Regions from separate parts of the Mus musculus genome. Here regions 2, 3 and 4 are each linked to region 1. A link is a contact called in public ChIA-PET, HiChIP or PLAC-seq and Micro-C data. All regions are on one chromosome and are shown on one strand. The core of a region is the stretch at or near the end of the contact, and the rest is flanking DNA. Distances in the headings are between cores, read along the strand shown. Region 1 holds the start of Def6 (differentially expressed in FDCP 6). Region 2 overlaps Anks1 (ankyrin repeat and SAM domain containing 1). Region 3 overlaps Anks1 (ankyrin repeat and SAM domain containing 1). Region 4 overlaps Fkbp5 (FK506 binding protein 5).

Region 1 (5,471 bases), core at 2,109-4,608:
CACACTCACACATACATACACACACACATACATACACACTCACACATACACACACACATACACATACACACACATACACATACACACACATACACGCACATACCCCCACACACATACACACTCACACATACATACACACACATACACACATACATACACACTCACACATACACACACACATACACATACACACATATACACACACATACACACACACATACACACTCACACATACATACACACACACACACATGCACACATACATACACACTCACACATACACACACATACATACATACACACACCCCTCACATACACACTCACACATACATACACACACACACACACCACACATACCCCCCCACATACACACACACACACACACACATAAGCAAATGCAATAATATGGAAATAAATAAATAGCCTTTAATCCCAGCACTTGGGAGGCAGAGGCAGATGGATCTCTGTGAGATCAAGGCCAGCCTGGTCTATAAAGTGAGTCCCAGGACAGCCAGGGCTGCACAGAGAAATCCTGTCTCAAACAACAACAACAACAACAACCACCACCTAACTAACTAAACAAAAATTTTAAAATCATAACAAAACAAACGAAACCAAAAAAGCAAATAAGAGACTTCATAGAAGAAATCTTGTAGCCGGGCGTGGTGGCACACGCCTTTAATCCTAGCACTCGGGAGGCAGAGGCAGGTGGATTTCTGAGTTCGAGGCCAGCCTGGTCTACAGAATGAGTTCCAGGACAGCCAGGGCCACACAGAGAAACCCTGTCTGGAAAAACCAAAAAAAAAAAAAAAAAAAAAAAAAAAAATCTTGTTTCTCCCGCACCCAGCCCTGCCCCCCCCCCAAAAAACCTCCCTCCCTCTCTGTCCTCTACATTCGTTTTTCTTCTTCTTCTTCTTCTTCTTCTTCTTCTTCTTCTTCTTCTTCTCCTTCTTTCTCCTTCTCCTCCTTCTTTCTCCTCCTCCTCCTCCTTCTTCTTCTCCTTCTTCTTTTTTCTTTTCTTTTCTTTTTTTTTTTTTTTTTTTTTTTTGAGACAATCCCTGGAGTGTCGTGCTTCAACCTCAAGTCCTGGGATCACAGGTGTGCCACCACATCCAGGTGTGTCCCACCTGGGCTTTTCTCAGCCCAGCCCCTCCCCCTCCCCCTCTGGCCCCCCCCAGGATGCACCAGGCCAACCAAAGCAGCCCTCCATAAGCATTCGGAGGGGAGAAGAGGCAACTCAGACTCAGTGTGATCTGGGGTTGGGGGGGTTATACAGTTTCCTGCCTGTCCCCATCAGAGGCCACCAAGGCTGTGAACCATATTCTTAAAACCAGCTAAGCCCGAGCCCTCACCCCCTACATCCACAGGAGACTGGGTGTACCCTGCTAGCCTATCTCTGTCCTCTGCTTCTTCCTCCACCTTCTGACCACTTCTCCATTCCTCCTCTCTGACTCTCCCCACCTCCAGCAATGTCATTACTTCCCTCCCGGCCCAGCATCCACCACATTGGCCCAGGTTGGGGGGGGGGGACCCTTCCCTCACATGCAAGGGTCCTGACATTTCTGCCTCTCATTCACATGGCCCCAAAACTCTCAGTGTTAGTTTGAGAGTGGACAGGTTTCCTGTGAGGCAGATGTGAGTGACATTTACTGTTTCTGGCCAGAGATGTCACTACAAGAGGGCTCGATTCGAGCAGGGAGGAGCACAGTTTAAGGGTATATGCGCTCAGAGGTTCTTCCCCAGAAATTCCCAACCTGTGGGCATTGGGGAGTGGGAGTGGGGCAGGAAGGGGCTGGTCAGAAGCTAACGGGGGGGGGGGCTCTAATTGGGAGGCCTTTCTAACTGATGACACCAAGGGCTGCACACTATGCACACAAGGCACACAGAGAGCCTGGAGAGGGGTCAGAAGTCACAGAGATGGAACATAGTATCTTGGGAGCAAGAAGCCATGTGGTGGAGTACTAAAGAGACAGGGTTTGGGGGAAGGTGTGTGTGTGGGGGGGGGGGGCACAGTTTCTACAGGATTGGTGTCTGGATGACCTGTTTTTCTTTCTGGGCAGAACTCAACTCGGTGACGAGAGCTGGGCAGACATGGGAAGGGCTAACCTTGCCTCTCTAGGGAACCAGAGGTGGTACTGGACTCTCTTTCCTGGGGCAGTAGAACCTTAGTCATTAGATGCTCAGAAAGCCAGCTCAGCTGGGTAGATGGAGCTGGCTAGAGCTTCTAAGTTCATAGGACCCAGCTTCAGCAATGTCGGAGTTGAGACAGAGGTGGGCCATGCCTGTTCTGTGCCATCTGCCTCCCAGGGTTCCTATCATGGTTGTGAACAGTGGAAATTGTAAATACCCAGATCTTGAGGGGCGAGTGGGAGGCAGACACAGCCTCCTGTGGTGCTCCAGGTAAAGTATTTACAGAGAGTGACTGGATCCCTAGCAGGGTTGAGGCTACTCTGACACTTGGCCCAACACTCCCTGGCTCCAGCAGCCTAGACTTCTGCTGGTTTCTCCTACATTCTCCCCTGGGAAGAAGACACCTACCCAGGAAGGAGAGAGCTCCTTCCGCTCCTTGGAACTGTCCAGGCCTAATGGTTTTAAGATGATGGGGGTGAGTAGAGTGTGTGTGTGTGTGTGTGTGTGTGTGTGTGTGGTCACGGAAGAGGTTTTCTCAGACCCGGCTTCCCCGACACCCTCAGCCCGAGGTCTTATAAGATAAATCTCCCAACCTGTTCTGTTCCTGCGCTGATAGGTGGCCCACATTACCGCTTGCTTCAAGTCGCCAGCTTGCTTTGCAAATGGAGGAGGCTCTCAGAGCCAAGGGCAAGCACTAACTGTTTTTCTTCAAAGCCATGAGGAAGCCACAGGGAGGAGCAGGGTACGTGCCCAAGCATGACGCTGGGGAACCCACAAGGAGCCCGGGAAGGGGCCTGGCTACTCAATCTCGGAACCTCGTGATGCCACCTCTACTGTCTGTCCAGTCAGGGTACTTGGTTCTAGACAGTGGCTTCTGGTGGCATGAGCCCTCTGGGGAGCATCCACTGAGCTACGCTGCCTTTGTGGCCCCGTCAGCGCTCCACCCGGGGCCAGGGCTGCTGGATGGCAAGGTGTCTGCCAGTAGCAAAGGCTTCCGTGGCTGACTCTCTGGGGTGGGAGCTGGCACGTTGAGTCAGCCTCCCCTGAGCCCCAAGGATGCCACTCACCTTGAGTTGGGACTTGGAGACCTTGCCGCTCTTCTCCACGTCCAGTGCAGTGAAGGCGTACCAGATAGACTTGAGCAGCTCCTTGCGCAGGGCCATGGCTGAGGCGCCCGCCCCGGCCCAGGGGCGGCTCTGACACCAAGATCCGGTTTCAGGAAATGCAAACGGCTGCAGACCGCAGAGAGGCCCTGGTGCAGAGCGGAGCGAGAGCTCCACCTGCCTGTTCCCTCTTGCTTCCAGGGCCTAGCCAGCTGCTCTCGCCACGCTCTGCTTCCAGGGCTGACCCTCCCAGAGCTGGAGCCCTCCTTTGGGCCCTGGCTCCCTCAGCACAGATAGTCACTTTAGAAGCCTGCTTGCCTCAGGATCTTCCCAGGCTCCCAGTGGTAGCTCTAGAGAGAGGAAGCAGGCCCTTCCAGACTTGGAGGGACACAGGATCAGGAGTCAAGCTTACCAAGTGGAAGCGATTGGATGAGTTAGCCCCAACAGTCTACTCTTAGTACGTTCCTACCTCACAGAGCTGTGTGGGTGCCTGAGACTGGACAGAAAGAAAACTGTAGGCCCTGTAGGCCCGGGACAGGATATTTCTTTAGAGCCACCCAGCAGAAGCTCAGTGCAGAGTTCTACCCAAGCAAAAGCAACCCAGCGGAGGAAGGACAGAGCCAGCTGCTTCTCCGCTTCTCCACGACAGGGTGCCTTGGCAGTTTGGTTTGCTGTTTCCCCCTCCCCGGGCCTTGGCTCTAAAAGAAACTTCAGAATACTGCCCACTTTGTACTTGATGGCTTTCAAGACACCAGAGCCTGTATTTAGGCACACAGGGTGACCTTGACAGTGGGGCTCACGTCAGAAATCCAGTCAGGGGCAGGGCAGGCCATGGGCAGAGCCCTCTTCAGCAGCCTCCACTTCTTCAGATGCAATGCCCACACAGATCATGGTGGCCATTAAATTTCAATGAAGTCAGTGGAAGCTAATTCTGGAGTTGTGCTCCACCCATCCACCTACTCACTCACAGGGGCATATACCCAGCCCCTCCACTTGCTCCTCACTTGGAGTTCTAAAACCTTGGGATGAGTTTGAGACCACCTAGGCTATGAAGAACAGTTCTGTCTCAAAAACAAACTATAAAAAAGCCCAGAAGGGGGGAGGGAGGAAGGGAGGGGAGAGAGAGAGAGGAAGAGAGAGAGAGAGAGGAAGAAGGAGGAGGAGGAGGAAGAGGAGGAAGAAGAAGAGGAGGAGAGGGGGAAGAGGAAGAGAGGAGGAGGAAGAGGAGGAGGAAGAAGAGGAGGAGGAGAGGAAGAGGAGGAGGAGGAGAGAAAAGATCCCAGCTGAGCAACAGCAAATGAGGGCTTCCTTAGGTGTCCCAGGAGAGGATAATCTTATGCACTTGGTCCCTGATTTCCTGGCTCTGTCAGCAGGAAGGGGCTGGGGGCTCATGAGAGCATCATACAGAGAGATGACGAGGAGGGAGGGAGAGGCTCCCACAGTTCCCACAGTGTTCCTACACAGCTGTGGGTAGCATTATAGCTGCTCTTCATGAGGTGCCAGAACCTGTCCAGCTGTGGCTGCTCTGGCCTTCTGACGTTCTTTTTGGGGGTTCTTTAGCGGGGTCCCCCTGTGTCTTTGGGGTCTCACGGCATGAACTTAGACATCCTGCCCCCTAACTGGGTTACAGAGCCGGGATGTTAGCACTGGGAAGAAGTCACTGGAACCCTGGTGAGGTTGTATGTAGTGATGGTGGCAGGGAAGGAAGGGTCCAGGCTCTGTTCAATGATGGCAAGGCAGAAGACCCAGAATTCTGGCAGCCCGGGCATTACCCCAGATTCAGCCACAGCCCAGGAAGAAGCACAGCCACTCGGGTCCTGTTTGGCGTAGGTGTGGGCAAAAGCCTACCAGCGGGTCCCAGAGCTCACCTCTCTTAGGGCCTCTTCCTGCCTGGACCCATGGAGAGCCACCTGCTGCATGGGTGGGCGCTGAGGCCACGCAGGGCTAGGAAAGCAGGCTGGAGCTTGGCCAGCCCTGCCACCAGGGACCAGCACTGAAATGATGGAGGAGCCCAGGTGGAAACTTGCAACTTTTATTAAATACTCATCCGCCCGTTTGCCACCACCACCCAGAGCAGGAAAAAAAATTATCAAAATAGGATTAAAAACCCAAACCACAAAACAAATGAAACCCAGTCCCCAGCAGTCTGGGTACAGGCCACTCGCTTGCCTCTCTGCCACAGACAAGCGAAGAGGCACCTTCACTCCAGCCACAGGCCCCTGAGGAATTAATTCTGAC
Region 2 (5,471 bases), core at 1,561-4,060, 210 kb after region 1:
GCAGTGTGACTAGTAGACCTCCTGGCTACTTTCCTATGTGCTACCCAACCTGGAGTTTGCAGTCACTGAATGTCAGGCTGTCTCAGTTCCTGATCCCACTCGCACATGTGGCCGGCCTGTGTCCGTCACGTGACTTCCCGCTGCTCCTCTCCGGCTTCAGATACAGTGTAGCAGCTACAAGGAGGCTGGCTGCTCCTCTCCCCCTTCAGATACAGTGTAGCAGCTACAAGGAGGCTGGCTGCTCCTCTCCCCCTTCAGATACAGTGTAGCAGCTACAAGGAGGCTGGCTGTTCCTCTCCCCCTTCAGATACAGTGTAGCAGCTACAAGGAGGCTGGCTGCTCCTCTCCCCCTTCAGATACAGTGTAGCAGCTACAAGGAGGCTGGCGGCCACGGGCACAGCGAGGGAGCTTCGCAGGCGCTTTATCTCTACTCACCTGCTGCTCACCTCCCAGCCTCCCCTCTCAGGGCCACCTGTCTGCCACATCACAGTGTAACATCTGAGATGCTCTTCAACTCCCAGACTTAAAAGACCCTCTGGCCTCTGCTCTCCAAATAACAGGGACTACCGTCGCATGCACTACCTCAGGCAGACACCATTAATTTTAAAAAAGAAAATTAATTGTGAAAAAGAAAATTGACAAAAACAAAACACCAGCCACAAAACCATAGGCATGCCAGAGACTAAATAAGCAGGAGTGCACATCTTCAGACGTGAAGGCATTTCCCAGTTTTGGTTGTTATTTTGTGTGTGTGTGTGTGTGTGTGTGTGTGTGTGTGTGTGTGTGTATGTTTTTCGAGACAGGGTTTCTCTGTAGTAGACCAGGCTGGCCTTGAACTCAGAAATCCACCTGCCTCTGCCTCCCCAGTTCTGGGATTAAAGGTGTGCGCCACCACTGCCCGGCCAGTTTTGTTTTCTAAGCACATGTTTGTGTGCCTTTCACACTGCAAGCATGTGTACATGTATGTACAGCTCAGGTCCCGTGAGACTGGGTCTCTTACTGAGCCCAGGGTTTTAGCATTGGGCTAGGAAAGCTGGAAGGTCCTCGTGTTCCTACCTCCCTGGTACAGGGATTAGAAATTCTTGTTATCAGCCAGGTGGTGTCATCAGAACGCCTTTAATCCCAGCACTCGGGAGGCAGAGGCAGGCGGATTTCTGAGTTCGAGGCCAGCCTGGTCTACAAAGTGAGGTCCAGGACAGCCAGGACTATACAGAGAAACCCTGTCACGAAAAAACAAAAAAACAAACAAACAAAAAAAAAGATTTGTTTTTTGCAGGTGCCCAAAAAGGACAGAAGAGGGTCCTGTGTCTCTGGACTGGATAAAATGGCTGTGAGCAGACTGATGTGGGTGTCAGGGGCAGACCTGGGTTCTCTGCTGGAGCAGTGTGGTGTCTTAACCGTGGCTGGGCCGTCTCTACAGCCCACTGTCTACACAGTCTATGCTGTTAGCATCACTGTGACAGTGCATTGTGGGGTGAGTGCAGTCCTGGAGGGGTGTGTGTGTGTGTGTGTGCGCGCGCACTCACATACAAACAGCATGCCTGCAGCAGCATAGCTGACAATGGAGCTGAGAGAGAGGATCTTCAGCAGTGCCAGAGGAAGAACTGGCTGACACTTAAGAACCAAGACAAGTGCTGTACAAAAGGCGGAGTCTCAAGGTGGCTTGTCACATGCGATTCCACACTGGGTTAAGCGAAGCATGACTATCTCAGGGCCACTACTTCATGAAGGTAGCAATGGCAGGCAGGGGCCATGTTTACACAGCTCAGAACAAAGACAGACAAAGCCTTAGCATACCATCTCTATTTCTGCAATGTTTGTTTTTGTTGTTGTTGTTGTTGTTGTTGTTTTCCTTTTTAGTGAGTATATACCAGTATAATTAACAAGACAATCCAAAAGCGTCTCCCCTTCCAGCCCACACTACAGGCCCAAACTCTGTCTCATCAATGCTGACATAAACATAACCCTTGGAAAACAGATCAGTCAGTTCATAAAAGCTGCATACAGAGATGACATGAATGGAAAAGGAGAAAGGAATTATCCAGTAGCACTGCAGGCCACTGCTGCTCACTTCTGGGCTGGTGGTTTCTGCTCCCTGAGAGAACATGCAGGGCTTCTGAGAAAATACTGAGTTAATGCCTCACTGCCTTGTCTGAAAGTTCTAGTAAGCCAGGCCAAAGGGCTAGCCTGGGCTAGCTTGTAGGCCGTAGGCCACGACAAAGGGCTAGCCTGTAGGCTGGGTGCACACACACAGGACAGAACAGCAAGGAGCAGAGGGGCAGGCGTGAGACTCTAAGTCTTCTTTCAAAGCTCTCAGGAGCTGGGAGAATTCTTGAGCTTGGGACAGAAGAGCTTCCACAAGGACATCTGGCAGCCAGGATTAGCCCCTCTGTCACCCTCTGAGCTGGCTATGTGTGGTCACTCTACAGGAAGCCCCTAAAAGAATCGCCCTCCTTCTTCAAGAAGCACCAAATTCAAATGCACAGGCCTGTTTCACCAAAGTTAATTCCCACGATCCTTTTAGAAAGGGGTTCACACTGTAGCCCCACACAACTTTCAACTCTGGACGTCACAGTAATCCCCCTGCCTGTCTCCATAACCCCCCTTCCTGTCTCCAGAGCACTGGGATTACAGGTGTGGATAACTATGCACGGCTCCTGTGGTTTCAGACTCTAGAGCAGGCACCAGAGCCTTGCCTGCTCTACATTTAGAATGCTCCCGCAGGACGGACTTCCTGAGCCGTGGGCGTCTGCACCAGCCCACACACAGACCCAGTGCGAGCGAGCGTGGGTAGAAATCATCATCTCAGTTCTGAGAGGAAACAGCGAGACCAAAGGGCCGGATGCTCAAGATGCTTGTGGAACAACAGCAGTCTCACCAAGGCAGTGCAATGAAGGAAAGGGGTTCCTCGAAGGCCATACGGCTGGAGATGCACACTTAAAACTCCTCTACATGGAACACACCTCAAGTACAGAACTCAGAGATACAAAATTTCTAGAAGGAAGTATAGAAAAAAAATACCTCTGGGGCTGGAGAGTGAGTGATGTGCCTGTTCTGAGCACAAGACCCGAGTTACAATTTAGATCAGCTACCTAGAAAATGCCAAGTGTGGTATATGTAGCTATAGCACCAGCCAGGGGTGGGAGAACGTAGCCCTTGTCTCAAAATGTAAGGTCCAACAGCCCTAAGGGCACAGGCCTTTAATCAGAACTTAAGCCAGGCAGAGGCAGGTGGATGTCTGTGTGCTCCAGGCCAGCCTGGTCAGAGTACAAGTTTCAGAGCATCCTGGCAAGAAAATAAATCAATAAATTGAAAACAACTGAGGAAGCTGCTTGACACCAACCTCTAGTCTCTGCAACCAAACCTACATGTTGCATGTACATGTAGAAACAGGCACACCCCACACCCATTCATGCACATATATGCACACACACACACACACACACACGACTTATGACATTATGAACTTTAAAAAGCCATTAAAAAAGAAAGGACAAATTGAACTTCTCCAAAATAATTAAGATCTCAAAGCCACTATAAAGATGGCCATAAACTGAGAGAGGCACATTCAATAAAGAAGTTGTCAGTGGGGTGTGGTGGCACAGGCCTGTGATCTCTCTCTATTTATGGCCAGCTAACAGCCAACAGGAGGCACGAGGCATGCACAGTGGAGGGCACCATAGCTACAGGGAGCTGGGAGAGGCAGGCTCTGCAGACACCACCTCCAGCCTGCCTGGCGCCCTTGCTCACTCCCTCTGCAGGGCTAGAACATACATCCAGAAGCACAAGCAGGCCGAGGTGCCAAAGCACTACGGTTACAGGGAGAGCCCATCATGACCCTAACAACCTAGCCTGCTCAGGACTCAGAGCCCATCATGGACCCAAACAACCTAGCCTGCTAGCTAGCACGACAGGCTCCAGCTAGTCTCCATACAGGTGCTGCTGTCCTGGATTCTGTTCACACAGCTGTCACTTAGGTGACCTCAGCTGTCACCTGGGTACTCTCACCTGCCCTGCTACACGTGAGGGAGGGCTGCATCTTCATCCATTCAAGGGCATGGAGTCCGGGTATTGAAGGAGACCGAGCACAGGGGGCCTGACCGTCCCTGCAGCGCATTCCTTCCTGTGCTGTGGGAGTGGGGTAGGCATACCTTCAGTCCTCCCGTCTGTGGTCCCCAGCTTCTTGGTTTCTGCCGTGAGCAGCAGCTCATATGGGTGCTCCTCCTCTTCCTGGGGAGCACTACTCTGAATCCTGGGTCTCACAGCCAGGCCCTAGGAGACAGAAATAGCCAGACATGTTGGACAGAGGCAGGTGGCACATGACAAAGCTCTGATTCTTGCCTAGAGGTTGACATTCTGGAAACTTCATGTCCAGTGCATGAGGCTGAGACGCAGACCATAAAAGAGGGGCCTGGTGGGTGTGTGGTCCTTAGGAGCCTTCTCAAACAAATCCTCTCCCAGGGGAGTTGTGGCTTATGTGGCATACATGATGACTTCAGTTGTTACCATGTGAGCCTGGCACCCCCATGCCCTCTGCCACACACCCTCCACACTGTGATGCAGTCAGACTCCCACAGAAGCTAATGAGCACACAGCTGCTTCCTCTTGGCTTCGTGGTATTCCAAACCGTGAGCCAAAGAAATGTCTTTATTCTTTAATGTACCCAGACTTGGAGATTTTGTTGAAGCAATGGGAAAACCTAAAACAATTTCTATATGAAATCCCCACAACCTGATTAAACCATTCTTTTTTTATCTTTTTACCTCATTTTATCCTTCGATACAAATCTAAGCCTCTCTTTCCTCCCCTCTCTCTTCCACACTGCTTTCTGTGGAGACTACTTTCTTCTCCAACATGCACCTACACTTCCCAAAGGCCAGTATCTACCTCAAAAGGAAGACATGATACTCTTGATGCTCAACCCTTCACAGGTACTAGACACAAACTGGCCTGTCCGCATCCTCTTCCTCCTCCTTTGCTACTGCAGTCCTGAATAGCCGTGGGAATGAAGCAACCCCAAAGCTAGCTTTCTCCCACGTTATAAGGTGACTTCAGATTCCCTCTAACAGTCTTGACAGTCAGCAACTACGGAGTGGGTTTCTGTGGGCAACAGCAGCTCCACCTGCTGAGACAGCACTGATCAAGCAGAGACACACCGTTAGTGAGCGTCAGGAGCCGTCTGTGGCACACGGAGGGGTACGGAGACCCCTGCTCTGATGATTCTTCTCACCTGTCCTGAGCCCAGTGTGGTTAAAGGCAAGTTAAGGATAATTATATCCCAGCAATCAAGCTAGAGCACAAAACTTCCAGAGCCCAAGTGATGGGTAGAGCCTGGGCGTGAAGGGGGCGGGGCTGCGATTCTCACTGACAGATCAGCAGGTCCTCTAGGCAGAGCTCCTTAGGACACACAGATACCTGTCATTACACACTGGGAAGGCAACAGGCTGGTGACTCACCAGTCTCCTGTGGGG
Region 3 (5,471 bases), core at 1,652-4,151, 190 kb after region 1:
ACTCAGCAAAGAGGAGCAGGGCAGGATTACTGGAATGACAATGGATTTCCCCAGGACCTCAAAGGAATAGTGATGGGTGACAGAGGGGATGGAAAGTGTCAGTGTGAAAGGTGGCAGGCCCTTTAGTTAACACACAGAGAGTCTGTGCATAAGGGACCGGGGCTAGGCTGAACTTAAGAATTTGATGGAAATCGCTACTTCACTTTGTTAAGTCACAAAAGAAACAAGCAAGCAAACAAAACAAAGCCAACAGTCTGCCTGGGACAGCAAAGAAGAGCTGCCACGCTGAGACTCATGGGGAAGCGGCGCTGCTCACATGAGGCCCACTCCTGAGAGTGCAAGGAGGAGGGAACCACCCCCACATCTTGTCCTCAGACCCTATGTGTGCACGTAGAATGTGCACACATCCTCACTAAATAAAGATAATACTCCAAAGTGTCCTGATGATCGAAACAAGAGCAACTGAAAAACAAAAATCAAGCTCACCCAACTTCTAAAAATCAACCATGTTAAAGGCACCGCCTCCTCCACTGGTCAGCGCCGAGGCCTCAGGCCGGCTCTTTCACCTCCCAAGCTCTAGTGTCCTCCCCTCAAGAACTGAACTGAACTGTGGACTAGATCAGATCAGGGCTACAAACCAACAGAGAGCTCACCAAGGAAAAGACGTTACAGAAGAGACCAAGGCTGAAACCGCAAACACAAGCCGCAAGGCCTGGTGGGGAGACAAAGCTGCTTTGGGAGACTAGTGCTTAGGGAAGGTCTCCTTAACCAAAGATGCAAACCCAGAGGTCACTGGAGCAAAGCCATCTGACTACAGAGAGATGTTCATTCCTGGGGCAAGAGAGACAGCTCACAGCCAATACAGCTCACTGCCCTTGCAGAGGATGGGGTGTTGTTCTCAGTCCCCCCATCAGAAGGTTCAAACTGGAACTCCAGCCCCCAGGGGATCTGATGTCCCCTTCTGGCCCCACCCACAGGTGCCTGAGTTCACATCTACACATCCCCCACCCGCTTATGCACGTAATTAAAATAAAATCTTAAAAATCTGTCAGTTGGTGGTGGCACAAGCCTTTACTCCCAGTGCTTGGGAGGCAGAGGCAGGCCTGGTCTGCAGAGTAAGTTCCAGAACAGCCAGGGCTACACAGAGAAACCCTGTCTTGAAAAAGAAAACAACAAAACAAAACAAAAATTAAAATATTTTTCTTCATGTTAAAAAAAAAGAAGAGAAGAGAAGAGGAAAAGAAAAGAAAAGAATAGAATAGGGGTGTGGACATCAAGAGCTCAGCTCAGCAGTGGATCATTTCCCAGCATGCACAACGCCCTGGGCTCCATCACCAGCACAAGAAACAAACCCTAAAGGCAGCTGACATCCTTTGAGAAGGACCAGTCCCTTCAGGCACAGAGATTCTACAAATCACACCGAGGGAGAGGGACTGGGGTGTGGGAAGGCAAGGGGACAGTTGTCACTCCACGCTCCTCACTCAGTACTTGAATTTGTGGCTGCATGGCCAGTGTGGTGGTCCACCCCTGTTTGTAATCCCAGCAACCCAGGAGGCTGAGGAAGGAAGGTCCACCTGGGTAACACAGCAAGACCCAGTACAGCAAAGAAAGATATTTCTTCCTGGCCATTAGAAGACATTTAAAAAAGAAAGAGAAAACCAAAACCCCCACTATATAAGAATTCCGAGTTCAGAGTTGGCTCTGCCCAAATTTCCATAGAGCTGGGCAGGAGGCTGCTTAAGGCACAAACTCTGTCCAGAGGCACAGAAACAGCTCTGAGACTTGGCTTGGGCAGCTCTATCCTGAACTGCAGTGTGGAGACACAGTTCTCTACTGTCCAGTGGACAGGGCTGGTGGCTGAAGAGAGACTTGCACAGGAACAATGTGCCAGCAAGGACTGCAGGACATTGTCCTTGCCTAACAGACATGAGGCCTCACTGGGCTGGAACACATCCTGCTGAAGCCAAGGCCTCTGAAAGCGGAAAGGGGGAGGGCTCAAGGCGTGCCCGTAACTCTCAACCTTGGTGTTCACCAAGAGCTGCACACCAGACTGACCTATGAGTGACGCCCTGTCATCACCCCACCCCTTAATAACTCCCCAAACCCCAAAGAAACAAGGAAATGGTAAGGAACCAGAATATTTGTACAAAGCACAGATTTCTTTGTGTTTATGATGACTTCTTGGCTGTTTAAATCAGGACAGCCGGGAACAGGTTGCCACAAACTGCCATTTGTAAGCCCCTACTGCGCTCAAGCAGTTTCCCACCTGTCCAGACAGACAATCAGGCTGCCTACAGCTATGGACAAGGGATCCTGTGGTGCCAGACACTGGGTCATTAGAGCTGGTGAGACACGGGAGAGCCACCGGGCTTTCTTCCTTCCTATTCACTTGGTGGCACTGAAAGGGACTGGCACTGGAAAGGGCAACAAGAACAGCAATGGGGGAACTCTGAGCTGGGGACCTGGACTGTTAGAGACCCCAAGGGAGTAGAAAGCCCTGTGCTGCCGATTCCTAAGGAAGCCAACTCAAGCTGCATGAATTGCTCTCCTGGAGTTGTATAAGAAAAGGTTTGTTCCCGCCCCCACCCCCACCAATTTAACAGTGCCAGTTAAACTTGTCTGAGGACATCATCTCTGGTCCCTAAGAATCTCCTACTGTGTGTAGACCTACAAACTCCAGGCCCAGAGGATGACTGCAGTCTCTAGATCTCAGAGTTCTGCACCTGGCTGTGGTGAACTATTTGTAACCCAGGGTCAGCCTCCTTGGGATGTGTATGCAAAATATATCATGTCCCAGTGGATGTAGATAAGATGCACCGGGCCCTGGAGGGATGCACGTAAGGCACACCATGTTCCTGGGCGTGCATGTGAGATGTGCCAGGTCCTGCACGGACGCATGTAAGCCACAAGAGGCAAGTTCCCTGTGGCAGGGCCTCACATGAGTGCTCACCACCGGACTTCCTTTACACCCGACCAACGACGGCAGGCCGGCCGCTGACTCTCTTCCTTAGCAATTCTGAACCCCTTCTTTTGTCTTAGAATCCTGGTCATGTGATGAACTCATGGGAACTTCCTTCCTGAGATAAGGATGCCGCCATCTATGCCCCAAACAGAATTCACTCAGGGGTCCACCCAATGGAGAGGAAGCCTCAGGAAGTCAGATCTCATTACAGTCCCACAACTTAGAACCATGATGTGTGAGTGTTTAAAAGGCGCCAACATAAACTAATCCAACCAACGGGAAACAGACGAGGAATGAGAGGCAGCCACATTGCACAGAGAGAGGCAGGAAAGAAAGCACTGTCTCTGACGACACAGTGTAGGGTGGAACCTGAGATGGCTTTTACAGCACAGATGATCAGGAAGTGGCTTCCACCTCCAGCCACACCACAGGCCAGCCTTTCCCCATCCTCAAAAGCATCCTCCCTTGGCCTGCCCACTGTACTAGTCCTCGCCTGTGGCCTTCTCCCACCACCAAGCACACTGTCAAACCTGCTCATTCACCCTTTCCTTCTCTGCTTTCTGGAGTGCGCATGTCGTGAGCGAGAGACTTGGTCTTTCTGAACGATGCTATTTTCCCTACGGCACCTACAGCAGTGCCTGAGACACAGCAGGCACTCAACAAAGCAGCCTGATGAATAACTGCACAGAGAAAAAAAATAAACACACAGAAAAGAAGAGAGACTCCTACTGTGTCTCAGATACAAATGCTTAGAAGCATACAAACCCTTTTTGCCCACAGTCTGTCAGTGCCATGACTATGAAACTCGAGCCAGGCTGTGTAAGAATGTCCTAGAAAGCGAAAGCTGGCCGTGGTGGTGCACCCCTCTAACTCTGCTGCTGCATCTGAGGCCAGTCTGTGCTGCATAGGGAAACCTTCAGGTACCCCCTCCCCCAATTCAGAGAATATGTTTCCATGACTCTCAGCTCTGGGATAAAGAGCACATTTTTATCAGCTACACATTAACTTTCACTACCTGTCATGCATCACCAAAGCTTTTTTTTTTTTCTTTTTTTTTTAAATGTTGGGGAGCTGGAGCAATGGCTCAGAGGTCAAGAACACTGACTGCACTGCTCGTTCAGAAGACCAGGAGACCTGGGTTCAATCCCCAGTTCCTAAGTGTTGGTTGACAATCTGTAACTCTAATTCAGGGGATCTGATGACCTCTTTAGGACGCCATGGGCATGAGGCATGCATTCAGTACACACATACATGCAGAAAACATCCATACACATACATCTCAAAAACCAAAATAAACCAAAACATGGTGGTGCAGATCTTTAACCCCAGGATTTGGGAGGCAGGGCAGTGGATCTTGGTGAGTTTGATGCCACCTTGGTCTATGTGTTGATTTCTAGGACAACTACATAGTGAGGTGCATGCCTTAGTGCTCATGTTTGTTCATGTAGTAGTGTCATTCTCTCTCTCTCTCCCCCCTCTCTCTCCCTCCCTCCCTCCCTCCCTCCCTCTCTCTCTCATGCATACACACGCACACACACACAGCTGGCAAATACAGCACCACAGAATCTGCCCCGTTGTGTGTGCTGTACCCACTGGGCTCACTGGCCCCTTGCTTGCTGTGAGGACAGCAGGGAAGCCGGGCTGGGGGCAGGAGGAGACGCCTGCAGCTCAAGGAAGCCCAACGGTGCGGGGTCCAGCTCTCTGCTTCCCCGGCATGCTGCCATGATAGCCCAGGAAGGCAGCAGGAGGCTGACTGGTCTGACCACAGACTGAGGAGCCAGGACTTACAAGTTGCAGGTAAATGGCAGATACTGAGAGCCCCTGGATCTGACACAAAGCCCGGAAGGCAGAGCTGCCAGGACAATGCTTCAAACCTAAAACCAATGGAAACTCAGAGGGTAAGGCTTCTACTCCAGTGTGAGCCAGGAAGCAACTTAAATAGACATTCCAAGCTCCGAGCTGTCCCCAGAGGTGGGAGAGCCACATTCTTGTTTAGAGTGGGAGTGCCCAGGATCAAGCACGCCAGTGTACATACCAAGGGACAATGCACACTGCAGATCGTGGCAAGCTGAGGGTTCCGGGTAAAGGGCAGACCTCCTTGTCTGCACCCACCTCTAGGTGGCGAGGGAAGCCAATGCCTCTGTGGAGCTGCACCAATCACCTCTCTTCTTGATGACGTCATGCTGGCTCTAAGGAGCAGTGCGGGGAAGGGGAAGCTCAGGGCTTGGCCTGACAGGGTGCTCTGCCTGCCGCCTCTTCCCCTCTCAGGAAGGGGCTCAGCCGAGGGTCCCTCAGCCACCATTTGAGACTGAGAGCACGGCACTCTCCACGTGGACATTGCTGAGCAAGTGTGGAGCTGAGCACGCATACAGAGCACATCACTGCTTTCCACCATCTCCCACTTCTTTAATATTTATGAAAGCTGATTACAAAACACAAATTTATCACTTAAGCCTTCAGCCAAGTGTTTCCTGGCTTGCGTGTTTTTGCTAAGTAGACAGGCAGCCTT
Region 4 (5,471 bases), core at 1,339-3,838, 200 kb before region 1:
GTGGCTCACAGCCATCTGTACAGGGATCCGATGCTCTCTTCTGACATGCACGTGCGCATGTGCAGAGTACTCATAAATAAAATAAGTAAATAAAAAATAAAAACAAATCTTAAAAATGTTTTAAAACATTTTCGCTCTTTAAATTAAAACAGCAGCTTTCACAGCAAATATCCTCAAAATAAATGTTTAATATTTAAGGTTTTATCAAGAAATATATCATTACTTATCAGTACCACTATTAACTGAGCAACAAGATAAAGATGCCATTAATGATACTGGCTGAGGGGCTGGCGAGATGGTTCATCGGGTAAGAGCACTGACTGCTCTTCCAGAGGTCCTGAGTTCAAATCCCAGCAACTACATGGTGGTTCACAACCACCCATAATGAGATCTGATGCCCTCTTCTGGTGCGTCTGAAGTCAGCTACAGTGTACTTACATATAATAATAAATAAATCTAAAAAAAAAAAAAAAATGATACTGGCTGGGTACCAAAAAGGCCCTGCAGACCGGCATGGATGACCAGGCTCGGCCCTCCCAAGAACCTGATGAGGAGAAAACACTGAGCCTTGTGGCCACAGTGATAAGATGTCACTTACAGCTGCCCCAGGGAATTACTGCCTCTCCAGAGCCCTGTCTCCTCAGGACCCAGGAACCAGTGCTTTATCCCCCAGGGCTGACACCCACACTCATTAAGTGAAATTTCGGAGTGCTGTGCCCATTGCTTGCCAGCCCACTTCCAAATTCCTGCTGTCTCCACATCAAGTGAAGGGCTTCTCGATGAGTGTTCAGAGCGGGCAGTCTTCTGCTGGGCCAAGTGATGCTGTGCAAGTGGCTGACTCCTGTCTCTGCCTTGTAGTGTGGAGACCCAAGCCAGAAGCCAGCTTTGTTGGCACACCTTTAAGCACAGGGCTCTGGAGGCAAGTGTATGTATGTGAGTTTGAGGCTAGCCTGGCCTACAGAGCAAATTCCAAACAACTAGGGCAACACAGTGAAGCCCTGCCTCAAAAAAAAAAAAAAAAGGACTTGGAGGGAACCCAAGTTTTCTTTGCTTTTTCTTTCTTTTACCAGCAGTCTTTAAACACAATTATTGGGGTTTTTGTTTGTTGTTTGGGTTTTTTTTTTTTTTTAAGATTTTATTTATATGTAAGTACACTGTAGCTATCTTCAGACACTCCAGAAGAGGGAGTCAGATCTCATTACGGATGGTTGTGAGCCACCATGTGGTTGCTGGGATTTGAACTTCAGACCTTTTGAACTCTGGACCTTCGGAAGAGCAGTCGGGTGCTCTAATCCACTGAGCCATCTCACCAGCCCCTGGGTTTTGTTTTGTTTTGTTTTGTTTTGTTTTTTATAGCACTATAAAGCAGAGACCTGAGGCTACTCTTCATGAGCCTCTGTACTGAGAAATGCTGTCACATCTACTACTGACTTACATTAGGGGGTTGGAACAAGAACACCATGTGGGACAACTGCAGAACTATGGGGCCATAGTCACCTCAAAAGAAACACTGGCAGAGACAGTGTGTATTTGTAACAAAGTTATAAACTAACGTATGACTCATGGGCAGCCAAGCAGATGGCGATAGGAGCCCTGAGCAGGGATCTGGAAATGGAGCTGTCCCTTCCATGTCATTGAGGCCAATCACCTGTGTTGCAGGGAGCCTTTCAGGGGTGATAAGTATATTTCAACATGTTTCAAATCTTCCTAAAATGACCAATCTGGATAAAATCTGGATCACTAGTCACACATACGGAACACATTATTTTTAACATGTAATCTGATAGACAGGATCTTTCAAAACATCAGTCTGTTGGGGGGAAAAAAATTAATGAAAGGTTCAAAATCACTGACCTAAGACTTACCCCAGAATGTCTCTGAACATTTTGTCTCACCAAGCACTTCCTGGAGGCTCCTTCCTCATTCTAGGTGAGGAGCAAGGCACCGCCCACCGCCGCCCCACCCCCCCACCCCCCCAGTCAGGCTGTCTGCTTCAGAGGCTGGAGGACTGCCTTCTGTCTGCTTGTCCCTTCTCCCTTCAAAGTTTAAGGAGCCTTTCTTTTGGCTGTGCTGCTCTGGCCAGCGTCATCTTCCCAGAGTATCTGACGTGATGTGTGCCATGTGCAGAGTGTGGGTGACTGTAGGGATGGGCTGGACTACAGTTCTATGTCCCTTAATATCTGCATGATCTATTCACCTGCCAGGCCAGTTTCAGCTGTGGGCAGAGAGGGACTGAATGTGGTATTTAGACTGATGTTGAAACTTCCTTTCAACCTCTGAACACTCATGCAGAGACACAGAAAGCACTGTCCTCATCCGGTTCTGAAAGTTACTGTCAGGCACTGTAGCACTGTCACTGCACAAAGGAAGGCTAAGGACGCTCTGCTGTGTGCGGGCATCTTGCGCCCCCTAGTGCTCCTTGGGAAGGAAGTGTGGCCGCGGCTGGCTGATTGTGCTTGAGAGCTGGAGTGTTGTAGGAAGAGCTCTACATCGTCATGGCTCCCTCTCCCGAGTGCAGTCAGGTCTGCCATCCCTTGTACAGTCGTACAGGAAGGGTCCTCTGTATTCAAGCTTGTAATTACTGTGCAGAAAAGAACTGTCACCTATATTCCAGGTTTACTCGTGTTGTTACAAGCTGCCATTCCGTGGTGCAGCTGTACCTACAGTAGTCAGCACGCTGTCTCCACCCCACAGTTTGTTGTTTAGGGCATGTGCTATGTACAACATTCAGTGTTTACAACTCTCAGAACTCAGTAGTAAGCAGGACCATATCTAGAGTCTGGTTACTCTGAAACAGCGCCTCACAGGGGTCACATATCAGATATCAGGTGTCTACGTTCTGATTCATAACAGTAGCAAAATTACAGTTATGAAGTAGCAACAGAAAACGTTTCATGGTTGGGAGTTTTATGGTTATGAGAAAGGGGGTCATAGCGTTAGGAAGGCTGAGAAGCACTGCCTGGGAGCTGAGGCAGGAAGACTGAGTTTGGCACTAGACTTGTCAATTTAGCAAGGCCTTTTCTGTGTGAAATAAAAACATCAGCCTAGAAATAGAGCAGGGATGGTGCTTGCTTAGTATGCATGAGGCCTTGGTACGGCGGAGGAGGCTGCTAGACCAGACAAGAGCAGGACAGTCTCTCACACGGTAAGCTTGCTCTTTAGGGTTATGTACACTGTGTGCTATCAATGGCCGTGGTCAGCACAGGGCATTCTGGCCCACCCACTCTTAACAATCACATGGTGCCGGGGTAGAGCCCCGGCACTGCAGCTCTGCCGTGCTGCCTCTGCTTTCACTGCTACTGAGAGCCGAGCGTTTGCACAATCTGCTTTAGACAGGCCTGCTGTGTGGGGACTGCCAGTTACCATATTGCAGTATTTACTATCAGTGCTGAATGCCAAGAGAAAAGAGGAAAGTCACCTCCTCTTCCATAAGCCAAATGGCTCACCATCCTTTTGAAAGACTGAGGAATGTTGGTTCCAAACAGTGTAACCTCCTGCTGCCAGGCTGAAAGAACACTGAAGCAGCCATGCGGTGGCATTACCCTGGTCCAGGCCACCTCACAGGCCAGCAGAGCTTCCGCAGAACTAGGGAGGGACAGGAGATAGAGTGGGGCTGACATGCAGAACTATTCCGTGTGAGCACTCGGCTAGGGCAGGCCACGCTCACACTTCACTGCATCCTTTCCAGATGGATACAAGTTGTTGGGGGCTTTTTTCTCCTAGGGAGGCAAGTACACGCAGGCCGTGATTCAGTACAGGAAGATAGTGTCCTGGCTGGAGATGGAATACGGCCTGTCAGAGAAGGAGTCCAAAGCCTCAGAGTCGTTCCTCCTCGCAGCCTTCCTGAACCTGGCCATGTGCTACCTGAAGCTCCGAGAGTACAACAAAGCCGTGGAGTGCTGCGACAAGGTGGGTGAGCCGTACTTCACTCTCCGTTTATCTGTGTGGCACCTCTGCCCCCTTCAGGCTGTTCCTCTATGGTCAGCATGAGCTGGGACGCCATAAAGGATGGGGCTTTTTGTGCACTACTTTTATCCTGCATTTTACATAAAGCCATTAACAGAATTGATAAGAGTCTTCATCTGTGGTCTTCCTTACCCTGGTCCTTTGTGGGAGAGGAGACAAAGAGCCTTGAGGTTCCCTCTTTATTGTTTTGTTTGCAAGGCTGGGGATTGAACCCAGGGCACTGTGCATGCTAGGCAAACACTTTACCACTGAGCCATACAGCCTACCCCCAGTGACACACTTCCTCCAACAAGCCACACTTCCTAATTTCTAATCCTTCTAATCCTTTGAAACAATTCCATTCCCTGGTGATGATGTATTCAAATATATAAGCCTGGGGGGGGGGGGAGACATTCTTATTCAGAGCATTTACCACCATGGTTAATGCCTATGGTCTCAGCATTTGAGAGGCAAAACAGAAGAATTGAGAGTTCAAGGCTGGCCTGGGCTACATGAGTTCTTGTCTCAAAAAATAACTATTATCAAGATAGCTCAGCTGGTAAAGGCACTTGCTGTCAAGCCTGATGACAGGAGTTTGATTCCTAGGACCTTGTGGGAAAGAAAGAACAACTTTGTCATATGTCCTCTGGCCTCTTCCTCATTCATAGTATTACATGTGCATACACAAAGGTAATAATAATATATTATTTTAGAGATTTATTGATGTGTATGAGGACTCTGTACCTGCCCACCAGAAGAGGGCATCAGTCCTCATTACAGATGGTTATGAGCCATCATGTGTTTGCTGGGACTTGAACTCAGAATCCCTGGAAGAGCAGTCAGTGTTCTTAACTGCTGAGCCATCTTTCTAGCACAATAATACATTTTTTAAAAACAACAAAAAATAGATATAAAGTGGCAAAAAAGACATTTTATATAAGAGTTTAGTTGGCTTGTTTTGCCTTGAGAGAGGAATATTATTGTTAATTATACTTTTTAAAGTTTGTGCTGTTTTTTTTTTTAAATATATAGCTGTTACAAAGTTCAGAATTTAAGCACACAAGAAAGCCCAGCTATCAAAAAAAAAAAAAAAAAAAAAAAAAAAAAAAAAAAAAAAAGCCAGGCAGTTGTGGCTCATGCTTTTTTTTTTTTTTTTTTTTTTTTTTTTTTTTTTTGGTTTTTTGAGACAGGGTTTCTTTGTATAGCTCTGGCTGTCCTGGAACTCACTTTGTAGACCAGGCTGTCCTCGAACTCAAAAATCTGCCTGCCTCTGCCTCCGAGTGCTGGGATTAAAGGGGTGCACCACACAGAGAAACCCTGACTCGAAAAAACAAAAACAAAGAAAAAGAAAAAAAGCCCAGCTATAAAATTCCCATCAACTTTCTCTCCCAAAGCCACTCATTTAAAGATTTACTTTATCTTTAAAATATTTGTACATGTACAGATAATATTTGTGTTATCTGTATGTGGCGCGCGCACGCGTGTGTGTGTGTGTGTGTGTGTGTGTGTGTGTGTATGCGCAGGTG

What was found. A called contact is a pair of places that touch in the nucleus more often than the background predicts. ChIA-PET counts read pairs in DNA pulled down with a chosen protein or histone mark. HiChIP or PLAC-seq counts read pairs in DNA pulled down with a chosen protein or histone mark.
Region 2: an RNA polymerase II ChIA-PET map of effector CD8 T cells shows a contact between it and region 1, with 7 read pairs. The contact joins the enhancer-like site here to the promoter of Def6 in region 1. A contact is called at or near these places in 1 of 39 promoter capture datasets (embryonic stem cells), 1 of 484 Hi-C or Micro-C datasets (nephron progenitors), 3 of 115 datasets of contacts at active chromatin or transcription factors (the HPC-7 cell line, effector CD8 T cells and memory CD8 T cells) and 3 of 9 other capture datasets (adipose tissue, liver and pancreatic islet).
Region 3: a contact with region 1 is called in an H3K27ac HiChIP or PLAC-seq map of the HPC-7 cell line, with 8 times the contacts expected there. The contact joins the enhancer-like site here to the promoter of Def6 in region 1. A contact is called at or near these places in 2 of 484 Hi-C or Micro-C datasets (CD8 T cells and LSK cells), 5 of 115 datasets of contacts at active chromatin or transcription factors (the HPC-7 cell line, effector CD8 T cells, embryonic stem cells and 2 more) and 2 of 9 other capture datasets (liver and pancreatic islet).
Region 4: a contact with region 1 is called in a Micro-C map of the G1E-ER4 cell line, with 2.9 times the contacts expected there. The contact joins the enhancer-like site here to the promoter of Def6 in region 1. A contact is called at or near these places in 5 of 484 Hi-C or Micro-C datasets (the G1E-ER4 cell line, the HPC-7 cell line, the N1E-115 cell line and 2 more), 2 of 115 datasets of contacts at active chromatin or transcription factors (bone marrow-derived macrophages and effector CD8 T cells) and 3 of 9 other capture datasets (adipose tissue, liver and pancreatic islet).

The regions. Positions count from the first base shown.
Region 1 is chr17:28,205,665-28,211,135 of GRCm38.p6, reverse strand. It overlaps Def6 (differentially expressed in FDCP 6), which reads right to left and starts at 3,358. Exons shown (of 11, transcript NM_027185.3): 1 at 3,198-3,358. The coding sequence starts at 3,293. It overlaps Zfp523 (zinc finger protein 523), which reads right to left. Exons shown (of 14, transcript NM_001357995.1): 14 at 5,250-5,471.
Region 2 is chr17:27,994,735-28,000,205 of GRCm38.p6, reverse strand. Anks1 (ankyrin repeat and SAM domain containing 1) reads right to left here. Exons shown (of 25, transcript NM_181413.4): 11 at 4,152-4,272. Among named protein-coding and RNA genes, the nearest start is that of Gm35290, 9.8 kb to the left of the region's middle. Within about 2 kb of position 2,810, at least 38 of the 459 cell types and tissues checked have an H3K27ac peak or open chromatin away from gene starts, as enhancers often do. A contact at or near this core is called in effector CD8 T cells, liver and memory CD8 T cells, where this site is marked.
Region 3 is chr17:28,013,076-28,018,546 of GRCm38.p6, reverse strand. The region is part of intron 12 of Anks1 (ankyrin repeat and SAM domain containing 1); the gene reads right to left. Among named protein-coding and RNA genes, the nearest start is that of Gm35290, 8.5 kb to the right of the region's middle. Within about 2 kb of position 2,901, at least 158 of the 459 cell types and tissues checked have an H3K27ac peak or open chromatin away from gene starts, as enhancers often do. A contact at or near this core is called in CD8 T cells, the HPC-7 cell line, LSK cells and 3 more, where this site is marked.
Region 4 is chr17:28,404,523-28,409,993 of GRCm38.p6, reverse strand. It overlaps Fkbp5 (FK506 binding protein 5), which reads left to right. Exons shown (of 11, transcript NM_010220.4): 9 at 3,724-3,909. Among named protein-coding and RNA genes, the nearest start is that of Gm22146, 39 kb to the left of the region's middle. Within about 2 kb of position 2,588, at least 116 of the 459 cell types and tissues checked have an H3K27ac peak or open chromatin away from gene starts, as enhancers often do. A contact at or near this core is called in the G1E-ER4 cell line, the HPC-7 cell line, adipose tissue and 3 more, where this site is marked.